3 separate regions of the Mus musculus genome follow, and all the other regions are linked to region 3. Evidence: chromatin contacts called from public HiChIP or PLAC-seq data. All regions are on one chromosome and are shown on one strand. The core of a region is the stretch at or near the end of the contact, and the rest is flanking DNA. Distances in the headings are between cores, read along the strand shown.

The links. HiChIP or PLAC-seq counts read pairs in DNA pulled down with a chosen protein or histone mark.
Region 1: a contact with region 3 is called in an H3K4me3 HiChIP or PLAC-seq map of neural tube, with 4 times the contacts expected there. The contact joins the promoter of Micall2 here to the promoter of Cox19 in region 3. A contact is called at or near these places in 15 of 39 promoter capture datasets (the 3T3-L1 cell line, 3T3-L1-derived adipocytes, the HPC-7 cell line and 10 more), 2 of 15 datasets of contacts at CTCF or cohesin (embryonic stem cells and large pre-B cells), 16 of 484 Hi-C or Micro-C datasets (the G1E-ER4 cell line, LSK cells, cerebellar granule neurons and 5 more), 15 of 115 datasets of contacts at active chromatin or transcription factors (T-cell acute lymphoblastic leukemia, acute myeloid leukemia, astrocytes and 11 more) and 2 of 9 other capture datasets (adipose tissue and liver).
Region 2: an H3K27ac HiChIP or PLAC-seq map of extraembryonic endoderm stem cells shows a contact between it and region 3, with 3 times the contacts expected there. The contact joins the enhancer-like site here to the promoter of Cox19 in region 3. A contact is called at or near these places in 3 of 39 promoter capture datasets (hippocampal neurons, liver and pre-B cells), 1 of 15 datasets of contacts at CTCF or cohesin (large pre-B cells), 20 of 484 Hi-C or Micro-C datasets (B cells, the Ba/F3 cell line, CD4 T cells and 12 more), 6 of 115 datasets of contacts at active chromatin or transcription factors (T-cell acute lymphoblastic leukemia, bone marrow-derived macrophages, embryonic stem cells and 3 more) and 1 of 9 other capture datasets (embryonic stem cells).

The regions. Positions count from the first base shown.
Region 1 is chr5:139,734,421-139,738,438 of GRCm38.p6, forward strand. It overlaps Micall2 (MICAL-like 2), which reads right to left and starts at 1,913. Exons shown (of 17, transcript NM_174850.3): 1 at 1,598-1,913. The coding sequence starts at 1,740.
Region 2 is chr5:138,862,708-138,866,918 of GRCm38.p6, forward strand. It overlaps the pseudogene Gm31891. Among named protein-coding and RNA genes, the nearest start is that of Gm30206, 40 kb to the left of the region's middle. Within about 2 kb of position 2,349, at least 32 of the 459 cell types and tissues checked have an H3K27ac peak or open chromatin away from gene starts, as enhancers often do. A contact at or near this core is called in the G1E-ER4 cell line and extraembryonic endoderm stem cells, where this site is marked.
Region 3 is chr5:139,341,965-139,346,455 of GRCm38.p6, forward strand. It overlaps Cox19 (cytochrome c oxidase assembly protein 19), which reads right to left and starts at 3,202. Exons shown (of 3, transcript NM_197980.1): 1 at 3,108-3,202; 2 at 599-710. The coding sequence starts at 3,189.

The sequences.
Region 1 (4,018 bases), core at 663-3,162, 390 kb after region 3:
GCTGTATACAGTAGGCACTCATTAGATAAGTGAGCAAATCTTTAACACTTGCCTGTGCCAGCATATACATGCACACACAAGTAAACATACAAGTATAAATAAACATATATCTCTTCGTGTACACCTCTCCTCCTCTGTGGGGACTACATGTCAGGCCATGAGCACACATAGTCCCTGCTTCGGAGCAGAGGAAACCCCATGTCTGCAAAGGCCCTGTCCCTGTCCAATTACCAGCTGAGGCTAATCCAGCCAAAATCCAACATCATCGTCTCCTCCACTTGAGAACTCGTCACATAGTTCTCATCTGAGCTCCCCACTCTGCATCATCATCCAGACTCCCCCTGCACCACCGGAAGAAACCTGACTACCCACGTTCTCATCCCAAGTCCATTTTCCAAGGTCTACATCCTTGGCCCAGCATCCATCGAAGCTCAGCTTCCTGGTTTCCACATGACTGATGCCCCACTGAGCTCACACCATCCATCTCCCTGAGAGTGACTGAGGCTCATGCCATGGGGCCCTCCCAAGCAGCTCGGGGGTTGGGGTGGGGAATTCATAACCACAGGGCAGAAGCCTACTTCTTGCTCAAGATTCCGGCTTCCTGAGCAGAGCAAAGCTTGGCACAAGGGAGTCTGATAGCACCAGGCCTGGCTCTTCCTGACACATTGTGTAACACGAACAATATTTGTTTGTTTTTCCTTTTCGGAGCCTCAGTTTCCCCATCTGCACAGCAAGAAGGCTGGCTGAGGTGGGCTCCACAGGTGCTGCCTGGAGCCTCACTCAGCCCTAAGACCTCCCTGGGAAACACTCCCAGACCAGCCAACTCTGCATTTATGTACCATGTACAGGAGAATGCTTTCCTCTGAAGGGCATGGGCTGTAGGTGATCTTGTCCCATTTCAGGACTCTGGTCACCAGACTAACTTAGGTCCCTGTAACAGAGTCTGCCTAAGTGTTTGCTAAGTGAATAACTGATAGAACAGTTTGAGTTGTGGGCCAAGGTCCTTCAACAAGACAGAGCTGGCTTGCTTCCCAACTTCCTATGCCAAGACTCTTCTTCTATAGAAGGCTTTAGACCCAATCCCTGTCCTCTCCTACAACTTCCAAGGATGATGGCCCAGACTCCATTGTCTCCTGTCATTCTAAGGTGCTAAAAGGCTTGCGCTTCCCTCTTTGATTGCTTTCCCAAAGATGCCTAGACAAATTAGAGGAGGGGCAGTAATCCCACTAGAAGCCTCAAATGGCCCTGATCTTGGGGCCAGACCTCAGACCCCCAGGAGCTGTTCCTTTGCCCTTTCTCAGGGAGCTCGGGGAAGGCGGACGCTGCCCTGAGTCACCACTGACTAAGCCGGCTGGACAGCCCATGTCCTGGCCCCTGGCCCAGCTGCACTTGGTGGCCTGCACAGAGGCTACTTGACTGCCACAGCCTTGGAGACCACCAAATAGGCTGTACCTGCAGGTCTCTGCTCTACCCCGGGTGGCCCATCTGAGAGGGGTGTGTCTGAAACCTCCGACCCGGATCCCAAGGCAGGCGTGGCCTCAGTTTCCCGTTTGCAGCGGCACATCAGAGCCCGACAGAGGGGTTAAAGAGCACTCACATAAGGTCAGGCCGGTGTCGGTGCAAGATAGCGCAGAAGGCCAGGCCATCGCGGAACGAGGTGGTCATGTTGGTGATGCTCACGTCCCGGTAGCCCTCGCACTGCTGCCGGCACCATTCTTGCAGGGCCTTTATGGCGGCCATATGGGCGGCAGGACGGGCTGGCGGCTCGAGGAGCTGGCTACAGGCCCCTCTTGGGCCCGAGACGCGCAGGAGGCCCGGACCCGCCGACCACCAGCCGGGCTGGAAGAAGAGAACACCGGGAGACCGGCGCCCCACACACTCTTGACGCCTGCGAGGCCGCCGGCCCCGCCCCCTAGAGGCCCCGCCTCTTCAGACCCGCCCCCACAAGATCACGCCTCTTGAAGGCCTGGCTCACCAGCTCCAAGCTCCACACAGGCTCCTTGTTCCGGCCGCACCGCCCCAGTTTGGTCAGGCCACACCCACGCCCCACAAAGGGCACGCCCACATAAGACCACGCCCCCTCTTTCCTGGGACTTGAAGAATAGGGGCCCGGTACTCTGGGCGTTGGCTCCCGCCTTGGCCTTTAGCCATAACTCCCAGCAGAGGCGTCGGGGTTTTCTTTTTTTGTTTTCCTTGAGACCGGGACCAATGTAGCTCGCATTGGCCTCTAGCTTATTATAAAAGCAAAGATGACCTTGTGTTTCAGATTCCCCAGCCTCCACCTCCTTTACTGCTCTCGGATTACAGGCTTGTGCCCCACACCATGCCTGGTTTGTGCAGTGCTGGGTATGGACCCTGAGGCTTCCTGCATGCCAGGCAAGCATACCACCAGCTGAGCTACACTCCCAGCTACGGTTTTCTTTCTTACTTTTAATTCTATCTTATGCATATGGGCTTTGGTCTGAAAGTGTATCTGCACCCCTTGTGTGTCTGGTAGCCCGGGAGACCTGAAGAAGGCCCCTGCTCTTCTAGAATCGGAGTTGGAGCGGGTTGTGCTGCCATGTGGGTGCTGGAAACTAAACCCCAGGACTTCTGGAAGAGCAGCAAATGCTCTTAACGACTGACCCATCTCTCCAGTCCAAACCCGCAACAGCGTTCTTTTATTTTATTTTATTTTTTAAAGTTGAGGCCAAGCTGCCTAGTCTGCCTAACTCATCCTCCTGCCTCAGCCTCTAGAGTTGGCAGCCTGTTGACAAATGGGAAAACAGAGGCTAGGGTAGATGCAACCTCTGAGGAGTGTCCCTTTTCAGGGTCTACAAAGCTGTCTGGTTGGAAGCTGGGGTGGACCTTGCTGAGTAGTGTGCTTTCCCATCAGACAGATACTGGTCGTGATGGCACACACCTGGAATCCCAGCCCTCAGCGGGGAGAAGCTGGAAGATCAGAAATCCAAGCTTATCCCAGGATACATATGGGGTGCAAGGCTGACATGGGCGACCTGAGACCCTGTCTCAAACTTTAAAATACTGTCTGCTTTCCCTTCACCCTCAAGGGTGCCAAGCCAGCCAGAATAACCGCTCTACATTCACAGAGGAGGAAAGGAAGGCTGAGGGGGCACGCTCCAGGGGTCTTGAGACAGGAGACTCTTAGCCTCTTTCAAGTCTCTGAGGATGCCAGGGGTGATTAAGGAAAGTACCTCTCCCAGGTCCTCAGTTAGAGCCAGGGGCTGCCCTGAATGTTCTTTTGTTGTTTTGTTTTGTTTCTGAGACAGAATTTCTCTGTGTAGCCCTGGCTATCCTGGAACTCACTCTGTAGACCAGGCTGGCCTCGAACTCACAGAGAACCACCTGCTTCTTCCTCAAGTGCTGGAATTAAAGGTGTGCGCCACCTCTGCCCAGCTTTGTTTCTCCGCACCCTCAGGAATCTATATGTCATCAGATGGACCGGACTATGACAGCAACAGTGTGAACCGGCCCTTCCCAGCTGGGCCCCAGAGCTTGTCTAGGCAGGATCTTTAGGAAGGTAGGTGTTTTCCCCAAAATGGCATCTGGCTTGGAGCCAGGTGCCGTCTCTACCAGGAGTGAAAACAGGTTTTCCGTGCCCAAGCTGTGGGCTGGCATCAAGGAGGCACCTGGGTACAGGCAGCAGGTGTGGGGCTGGTAGGTGGGCAGCAAGATCCTCATCCCAACTCTGGAGGGCACAAGACTGCCCCTGGGATTATAGCCCCAACCCTTGCCCAGTGGAAGCAGCTGACCTGCCCGAGGGTTCTCGCCAGGAGGACAAAGTGCAGTATCACACCCCATTCAGCTAGAGCCTGGTCCCGGAACCAGGTTTTCCTGACCCTCTGGGCAGCAATTACAAGAACCGGAAAAGCTGGTAAGGAAGGTAACTGCCAAGACGTGGGGAGAAAGGGTGTGCAAACGGAGGGAGGGCCATGCCAGGGTCTGAGTTCTAATGTCAGCTCCAGGGTCATCATGTGACCAGCCTCTTCAGACTCCCCACCCTTAGCTCCTGCCACCT
Region 2 (4,211 bases), core at 1,099-3,598, 480 kb before region 3:
TCTTAGTTGGTGTAGGAGGGCCCACCCCACTGTGGGCGGCACCACTTCCTAGGCAGGTGGCCATAGGCTGTATAAAAACACTAATAAGAGCAAACCAACAAGCAGTGTTCTTCCATTGTTTCTGCCTCCAGGTCCCTTACTTGACTTCTCTCAGTGATGGATTGTGACCTGGAAGTCTGAGCCAAATAAACTCTCTCCTGCCTATCTTGCTTTGGTCATGGTGTTTGTCACAGTAACAGAACACAAACTTGAAAAGTTTCCAGCATTATGTCCCTGCCCATTGGGCACCCCCAGCTCTGGATCGCTTCGAAGCAAATCAGACACCCTGAACACAAACCATGTCCACCAGGTGAGGCTACACCCATTTCCTCTAGCTCCCTTCCCCCAGCATGTCAGCCCAATAGTTCAGGGCTGAAGAGAAAGGAGACATGTGGGTTCTGCCTGGGTACTGCATAGCTGTCAGAAGAGACCCTAGGACATTCCTATAACTCCCCAATCTGGAAAGGCTCTGGTCAGTGTGGCCAGATAAACAGACAGACTGTCTGATAGGTCCTCATTGTGTGTCCTCAGCTTTGTCATAGACTCAAGGTTGCCCAAGGAAATGAGACCCGCTTCTACCTACTGACCTACAACAAGCTTGGACAGGGCAGTATGGGGTTTGTTGTGAGTCCTCAGGGTTCAGGGGAACATCCTCTTTGCTCTTGCCTGTTCTAGTGACCCCTCCTCAACTTTTTCAGTCATCAAATGATATCTTGAAGAACCCTAGCCCCCAGAGCAGGACTTGGTCACTACACTATGGTTCCTGCTTCAAAGGGTAATCTGCCCACTGTCCTCCCACAGGTGCCATGGTGTGGCTATTTCTGTGTTCTACCACAGCTTCCTCCCCCCAGGTGCCTGTAGCTATACATAATAAAGACCTTGCTCCACTGATGCCCAGAGCTCTGACCCTTCCCAGGCTCCTTGTTTACCAGCAGGAAAACAGGCCCAGCAGGCGGGTGGGGTGCAGGCCGTCCCTGGCCCCAGCTGTGGAGCAGCTGAGCTCACTGGAAACCAGCTAGGGACCTGAATGCCACTCTTGTCTGCTGGCCTGGTCAACAGCCTCTGTGGCTGCCCAGAGTCTCTATTGACTCAAGATAAGTTCCGGGGGCCCAGAGAACTCACTGTTTGGCCCAGTGTCCAGGCAGAGACAGCTGGGCCTGCTGAGTCCCATGCTGGGACCTAGTGGCCGGTATTGCCAGCTCTGCAAACACGCAGCTGGTCATACACTGTGTCCCTCATGGCAACACCTATCAGCTTCTTGTGGCAATGCCAGCCATGAGGTGGGTCACATGCCCTTAGAGCTCTGTCCAGAGCAGGTGTTGGAATGACGTAATATCTTGCCAGAGATGACTTGGTCTTCCGACTCTCACCAATATTTACATTCTCAGCTGTGCAGAAAATCTAATCAGACTTCCAGTGACACCTGCCAGGTTATGCCATATTGTTCCCTGGCTTTAGGCTTCTGGAGGCCTAGTAATCTGACAGGGGGTGGGGGGACCTGGGGGGAGTATGGGGGAAGACTAGGGCACAGCAGTAGGGACTCAGGGAGGAAACACAAGGCAAGATGGGCAGGCAGATGCAGCTCCAGCTTGCAGCCCCCAGAGGCCCTGGGGCTCCATCCACTCTGTCCAGAGCTAAACCAGGGCACATGTCCAACTTACTGAGGCTTGGATCAGAGACCAGCAAAAAAGAAAGGGGTATGAGGAAGTACTTTCTAGAAATTTCTTTCAGGAAAAATAGCAGGCCCCACCATCTAGAGCCTATGCAGCAACTGAATATGGTTTAGCAATTGCTGAACCAACTTGTCCCAGGTGAATGAATGAGTATCCAGGATGACCACAGGTGAGCACCCAGTATGAGCACAGGTGAGCACCCAGTATGACCACAGATGAGTGCCCAGTACAAAGGTTTTCTGAAAGGTCTTTATCCCCAAGGCCTCCACCCCTTGCTAAGGGAGGCTTTCTTGCTCTGCTCTGTCTGCTTGCCTCCCTTGAGCACAAACAACGGACAGAGTCACACAGACAAGGACCCTTGTGGGCTGTGTCTTCCTCAGAGACCCAGCATGGTCAATCCCATCAGCACACCTACAGTGGGCCAGAGCCTCTGAGGAACTATCTGGGGTTCCATTGGCCATTAGGAACTGGAGATAAAGCCCATCTATGTCAGAACAAATAAGGCGCTGAAACCAGAGAAGCCTGAAGAGAAGATAAACCCAGCATTCATGCGCAGCAGGGAGAGACTGTGTGTCCCCTACTTCCCGCATCCACAGTCCCAGCCCAGCAGAAACAAAGAGAACAGAGCCAGCCACGTTAATCATTACTGCTCAGCCCAGGGTGAGGAGAGCGGGCCTTTATTTGGAGGAGGAAAGGAGGCTCCACCTACCAGCCCCATGTGGTCCTCAAACCCTGGCCCTGTGCTGGCTCCTGAAACAGAAATACCCCTGCCCTGCACGCTCATAGCTGGCAACTCCACTGCACAAAGAACACTGCTCTAAGTCCTAAGGCCTACCCTCTCTGTGTGGTTACGGGGCAGCCCACCCAGGTAAGGAAGACACAAACTGATTGACTTGGTAGCATCATCCAAAGTTGAAGAATGGTGCTGTAGGTTTGCCCTGGATAGCAGCTGTTCTTGACCTGTCCTCGCCAAAGAAGCTACCATGCCACTGGGGCTTTCTGAATCCTGGGAGATCCAAAGTCATGTGATGCCATCCCCAAAACCTCCAGCAGCCATCAGAGGTGTGCAGCCTGTGCCAAAAGCCAGGCAGCAGGCTACAGCTGGCAGTCTCGATCTGGTCCCCTGCCCAGGCTTGAATGACTAAAGCCCAGAGTGAGGGCAGTACCTTCTCAGGAGCAGGGGAGAGCAGGAGAGAGGCTTCCCTCTGTCCTAGGAAACTGAGTCGGTAGAGTCTTCAGAGAGAAGAACTGAGGGACAGCTGACAGGATCCAGGAGGGCAGAGGTTCCTGCCTGGTGAGGGGCACCAGGGCTACAGGGAGTTGAGAGGCACTTTGTAGAGCAGCTGTGAAGACTAGCTCTGGACATGCGGTGCCTGTGGTCTACCCTGATGCAACTGCTGTTTGAGATGAAATAGACAGATTTCTGGGGAGATAGGGGTATGGCTGACCAGACTCAACAGAGGGAAGCTGGGAACACTGATAACGATGTAGAAATTCCTTTCCACCTAAACAAGGCACAAGGTCACAGGGCAGCAAGGGTGGGACCAGGCTCTCCATGAGAGAAGCAAAACCAGCAAGAGGCAGAGCCTTGTCGCTCCTGGAGACTGTGAGTATGTGCTTTCACATGCATCTGTGTGCGTGTATGTGTGCTTATGCACATGTGTCTGAATGAACACATGTGTGTGCTATGCCCATATCTATGCTTTCACATACATATACCTATATGCACACACACATGTACACTTGCTTGTGTACATGTCTGTGTCCATACACATGTTATCTGCATACATACACATGTGTGCTTGTATACATCAGTGCGTTTGTACACTTGCATATGCATACATATATGTGTTGTGTACACATCTGCATCCCACACACACATTTGCCTACACACAGGTGTATTTATGAACATATGTCTGTGTGTAAACATGTGTGTATGTATTGCTGCCCTAAGAAACTCTTTTCACCCCGCAGAAGCCATCCTGGGTTAGCTGTCTAACCGTGAAGTTAAATGCGTCTCAGTTAATTTGTTTTTCATTTGAAGGAAACTTAAGTTCACAGGGATAATTACTCTTTCATTTTAATTTCATGATGAAGTTATTTTCTGTGCCTCCTCTCCACAAAACAAGATCTCACTATGTAGCCCTAACTGGCATGGGATTCACTATGTAGACCAGACAGGCCTCTGCCTCCCGAGTGCTGAGATTAAACTTATTTATTTGTTTGTTTGTTTATTTATTTACTATCCCAATCACAGCCCCCCTCCCTCCTCGCCTCTCAGTTCCACTCTCACATTCCCCTTCTTCCATCCTCTCCTCCTTTTCTCCTCAGAGAAGGGCACACACCCCCACCATGGGTGCCAACCCACCCTGGCACATTAAGTTGCAGGAGGACTAAAGTGTATCTGGCTCTCCTATTGAGGCCAGATGAGGCAGCCCAGCTAAGAAAAGGAGTCCCAAAGGCAGGCAACAGGACCAGAGTCCGCTCCTGCTCCAATTG
Region 3 (4,491 bases), core at 1,952-4,451:
CCAAAAAAAAAAAAAAAAAAAAGTAAACCTGGGGTGGGTGTGGGGGTGGCCATCATCATCCATTACTGCTTAAGTCGCCATTGTCCCGGTGGCATTTCAAACAGCTTTCAGAGGACAGCGCGAGGCCATGAGTGTTCTTACTGGGCCGAGAATGTGAAAGGCATGAAAACCTGTTGGGCTCAGTCAGCGCCGCTAGGATCTACGATTCTGAAAGCTTAAAGATGGAGGGACAAAGCTGTGGACACTCACTCTGTGGCTTGTCACTCACGGAGGTTTCCAGGGCCGTTAGCGGCCTCCTCACTGGCTAAACTGTGATTTCTCCTGGCAAACATCAGCCACTCTGCTGTGGCAGGGGCGGTGGCTGGGTTGGTAAAATGGACCCGAGTTCCCTCCCGAGAACCCGAGAAAATTGGGTGTGCTGGTCCCAGCACTGGGGGCAGAGAGGGATCCCTTGGCTTGCCTGTAGTCAGCGACCTAACTAGTGAATCCAGGCCAGCAACAGACCAAGTTCCCAGCACCCACGCGGTGGCTCACCACAATCATGAGCACTCACACATGTGAATGCGCACACACACACACACACACAAATAGAACTCACCTTTGCATCCTGCACATTAAATACTCTTTAGATTCATTTCTGCACAAAGCATTTTCATAGTTCTTGTCACGGAGACACCTCATGAATTTTTCTTTAAAGCTTTTACATTCACCTAGGGAAAGAAGAAAGCCAGCATTCTATTAGTTAAAGAGAAGGCCTGACCCGCTCACACGCTGACTTTAGGAGCAGCACTAGGGTTTCCATCAAAATTCGTTCCCTTTGTGAGGCTGTGGGTGTGGCTCTGAGGTAATGTGTATGTTTGGCATATAGTCCCCTGGGTTCAAATCCCTGTACTTCAAAACAAAAGGGCTGAAAGAAGCTGGGGAGATGGCTTACTGGCTATGAACACTGGCTGCTCTGACAGAGACCTGAGTTTGGTTCCTGATACACACATTGAGCAGCTAACAAATGCCTGTAACTTCAGCTCCAGGCTATCAAAAACCTGCTTCTGGCCACCAAGGGTGCCTGCATACAAATGGTGTATATACAAACTCAGATGCACACACATACACATAAACTTAAAAAAATTATAATAAAGCCGGTCATATTGGCACACACCTTTAATTCTAGCATTCAGGAGGCAGAGGCCGGTGGATCTTTGTACATTTGAGTCCAGCCTGGTCTACGCAGCGAGTTCCAGGACAGCCAGGACTACATAGTGAGACCCTGCCTTTGAAAAAAAAATGAAGAATCAATAACGAATTGAAATAAAAATTTTAAATGGAAAATTTCCCAATGAAATGTTGGCAATGAAATCATAATCTAAAAATAGTGAGATGGCTCAGTGGGTAAACACGCTTGCCACCAAGGCTGACAACCTAAGTTTGATCTCTGGGACACACGTGGGGGTGGAGAGATCCCAGTTTTCCACAGTTTGTCCTCTGACTATATACGTGTCATGGCATATCCCCAAACACACTAAATAAATAAGCATAACTTAAAAAATACAGAGGCAGGCGGATTTCTGAGTTCGAGGACAGCCTGGTCTACAGAGTGAGTTCCAGGACAGCCAGGGCTACACAGAGAAACCCTGTCTCGGAACCCCCCCCCCCAAAAAAAAAACCCAAAAAACCAGTAATCTCTAAAGCTGTCCCTGGAGCTGGAGTCTCTACAGCAGTTCACCGAAGCGTCTAATCTACACTAACAGCTGCCGTTTCTACACTAACACGAGGGCTGAGGGCTGCTGCATCTCTCAGGGCTGTGTGCTGGTGGTAGGACTTGTGGGGAGGTCTGTGTGCTGGTGGTAGGTGGGGGGGGGGGGGATGTCCTATGTGCTGGTGGTAGGCAGGGCAGTCTTTTCTTTTTTTAATTATTGTAGTGCTGAGGACTGGACTCAGGTTCCTGTGCGTGCCAGGCACCAGCTCGGCCTCTGTAATCTGAATCTCCAACTCTCTCCCAGTTTGTTTGTTTTTTTTCTTTCCCATGTTCCAGTTTCCCAAAAGGCCTGTTAACTGCAGACTTCAGAACGGTGACTAGAAATCCTCCAGGCTGGAGGCGTGGCTCAGAGGTGAACACTCGCCTAGCATGTGCCAAACCCGGGCTTTCAGCCCCAGTGTTAGATATCAAAAAGCTTTTTGAAAATATTTCCTTGCCTAATGTTCACGGCAGACCCAGAGCCTGGAGCTAGGGGAGGGTGGGTATGTCCTGCGCTGAGCTGAGCTGCCGCCAGGGGGCCTAACATCAAGCTCCGTTCCAGGAGGCCTGTCACCATCCTATCACATTAGCCCCAAGTCTTACTTGGAGAGCCATGACATGTGGCCCTCTGAAATAGGGGCCCTCAAGACTCAGTTTCTCTGACTGCACCCCCACAGTGCTCTGAGCACGCCCAGCCCCACTACCCGGGAAGGACCTGTAATATTAACTGCTCTGCATCCAGGGTCCAGTACCTCAGACCCCACCCACCATTTCTAGCATCCTGTCATCAACACACATGACAATGCCACCCAGGTCTATAACCCCACACACTGTCCCTCATATTCAGCTCCTTCACTTTGGCTCTCAGACCTTCGATCCAGCACCCTAGGCCCTGTCACATCCAACATCTAACTCTTCAGACATTACACCTAAATCCAGCAACTCTGACCCGGCCACTCAAATCTAGTACCTTAGGCTCTGCCACCCAGATCTACAACCCCAGGCCCTGCCATCCAAACCCAGTGCCCCCAAACCTGCCATCTATAGCAAAGAGACAACACTCCAGTCTCTGCCACCCAGACCCAGCAGCCCAGACCCTGAACCCAGATCCAGTACCCCTGACCCTGCCACCCAGATATCCTGCACCCATAACTCTGTCACCCAAACCCAGTACCCCAGTACCCCTGACCCTGCCATCTAGAACCAGTATCCCAGATCCTGCCACCTACTTCCAATACCCCTGATCCTGTCACCGAGAAACAGCACTCCCTACCACTCAGACTCAGCACCCGAGACGCTGCCACCCAGATTCAGTATTCCTAACTCTGCCACCCGATCCCAGGCCGCCATCAGCCTGTGCCTCGCCTCGCCTCACCGAAGTGGTCCAGCGGGAAGCTGCCTTTGTCTGGGGGCCGCGGCTGGAAGCTTTTGGTCCCGAAGTTCATTGCGGTCGACATCACGGCGAAATCCAGAGCGGAGAGCGACGGCGACGCAGGGCAGATGGCTGAACACCGAGCGGGTCCAGGAAGCGTCGAGCTAGTCGAGCGGACGACTGGCCCCACCCCGAGTCCACCCAGGCTCCACCCACCAAGCCCCGCCTCACCTATCTAGCCCCGCCCCTGCCGTGTTGCGAAAGGATCTGCCCTTGGTTTCCAGCCCTCTGAGAAGCAGAAAGAAGCCTGGCAGTCATCTTTTGGTACTGATTAGCAAATAAGGACAGAAAGATGCAGCCATTTGCCCGAGGACACCAGTCTGTGCCCCGGGATCTTCATCCCACCCATCTGTCTTCCAGGGACTGAGTTTCCCATCTACTCAGAGGGAAAGAAGCACACTAAAGGAGGGGTGGCTAGCTTACTGCCAGTGCCGTGACACAGTGATACAAACGGGTTTTACAAACAGAAAATAAAGCAGGGTGCAGTCCCTCACACCTGTAGACAGCGCTTAGGGGGCTGAGGCAGAAGGATTGCCTGAGTTTTCAGCAAACCTGGGCTATGTAGCCAGTCCCACAAAACAAAAGAAAATCTCCCCAAAGGGCATCTTCTGTGGTTCAAGAGACCAGAAGTCTGATCCTAAGGTGTTGGTCATCAGCCCTCTTGTGGCCTGCTGTCCCTGCTGTCTGTTCCAGGGAGCCCAGGTTCTCTCCCAGCCTCTGAGATGTTCTGTCAATTTTAGGTAATTCTGGGCTGCTAGATATCTCCCTCCGGGGCCTCCACTTCTGGGAACATTCTCCCATGTTTCTGTATCCAAGTATTCCTTTTATGACATTGCCACACCGGGGTAGGGCCATCCCAACAATCAATTCTCTTTCCTTCCTTCCTTCCTTCCTTCCTTCCTTCCTTCCTTCCTTCCTTCTTTGCTGTCTGATTTTCTTTTTTCTTTCTTTCCTTCCTCCCTTCTTCCCTTTCTCTTTTTCTCTCTCCCTCTTTCCCTCTTTCCCTCTTTCTCTCTCTCTCTCTCTCTCTCTCTCTCTCTCTCTCTCTCTCTCTCTCTCTCTTTCTTTTGAGACAGGGTTTCTCTGTAGCTCTGGCTGTCCTGGAACTCTGTAAACCAGGCTGGCCTTGAACTCAGAGATCCACCTGCCTCTGCCTCCCAAGTGCTGGGATTCAAGTTGTGCTCCACCATGCTCAGCTCATCCCAACAATTTTAACCTCTGCTGCTTACATCTGCCACAACATTATTTCAAAAGGTCCTGGGGGCTGGGACTGTGCCAGGTGGATTTGGGGGGGACTGTTCTATGGTAGTGGGGTGCACTCTACTGA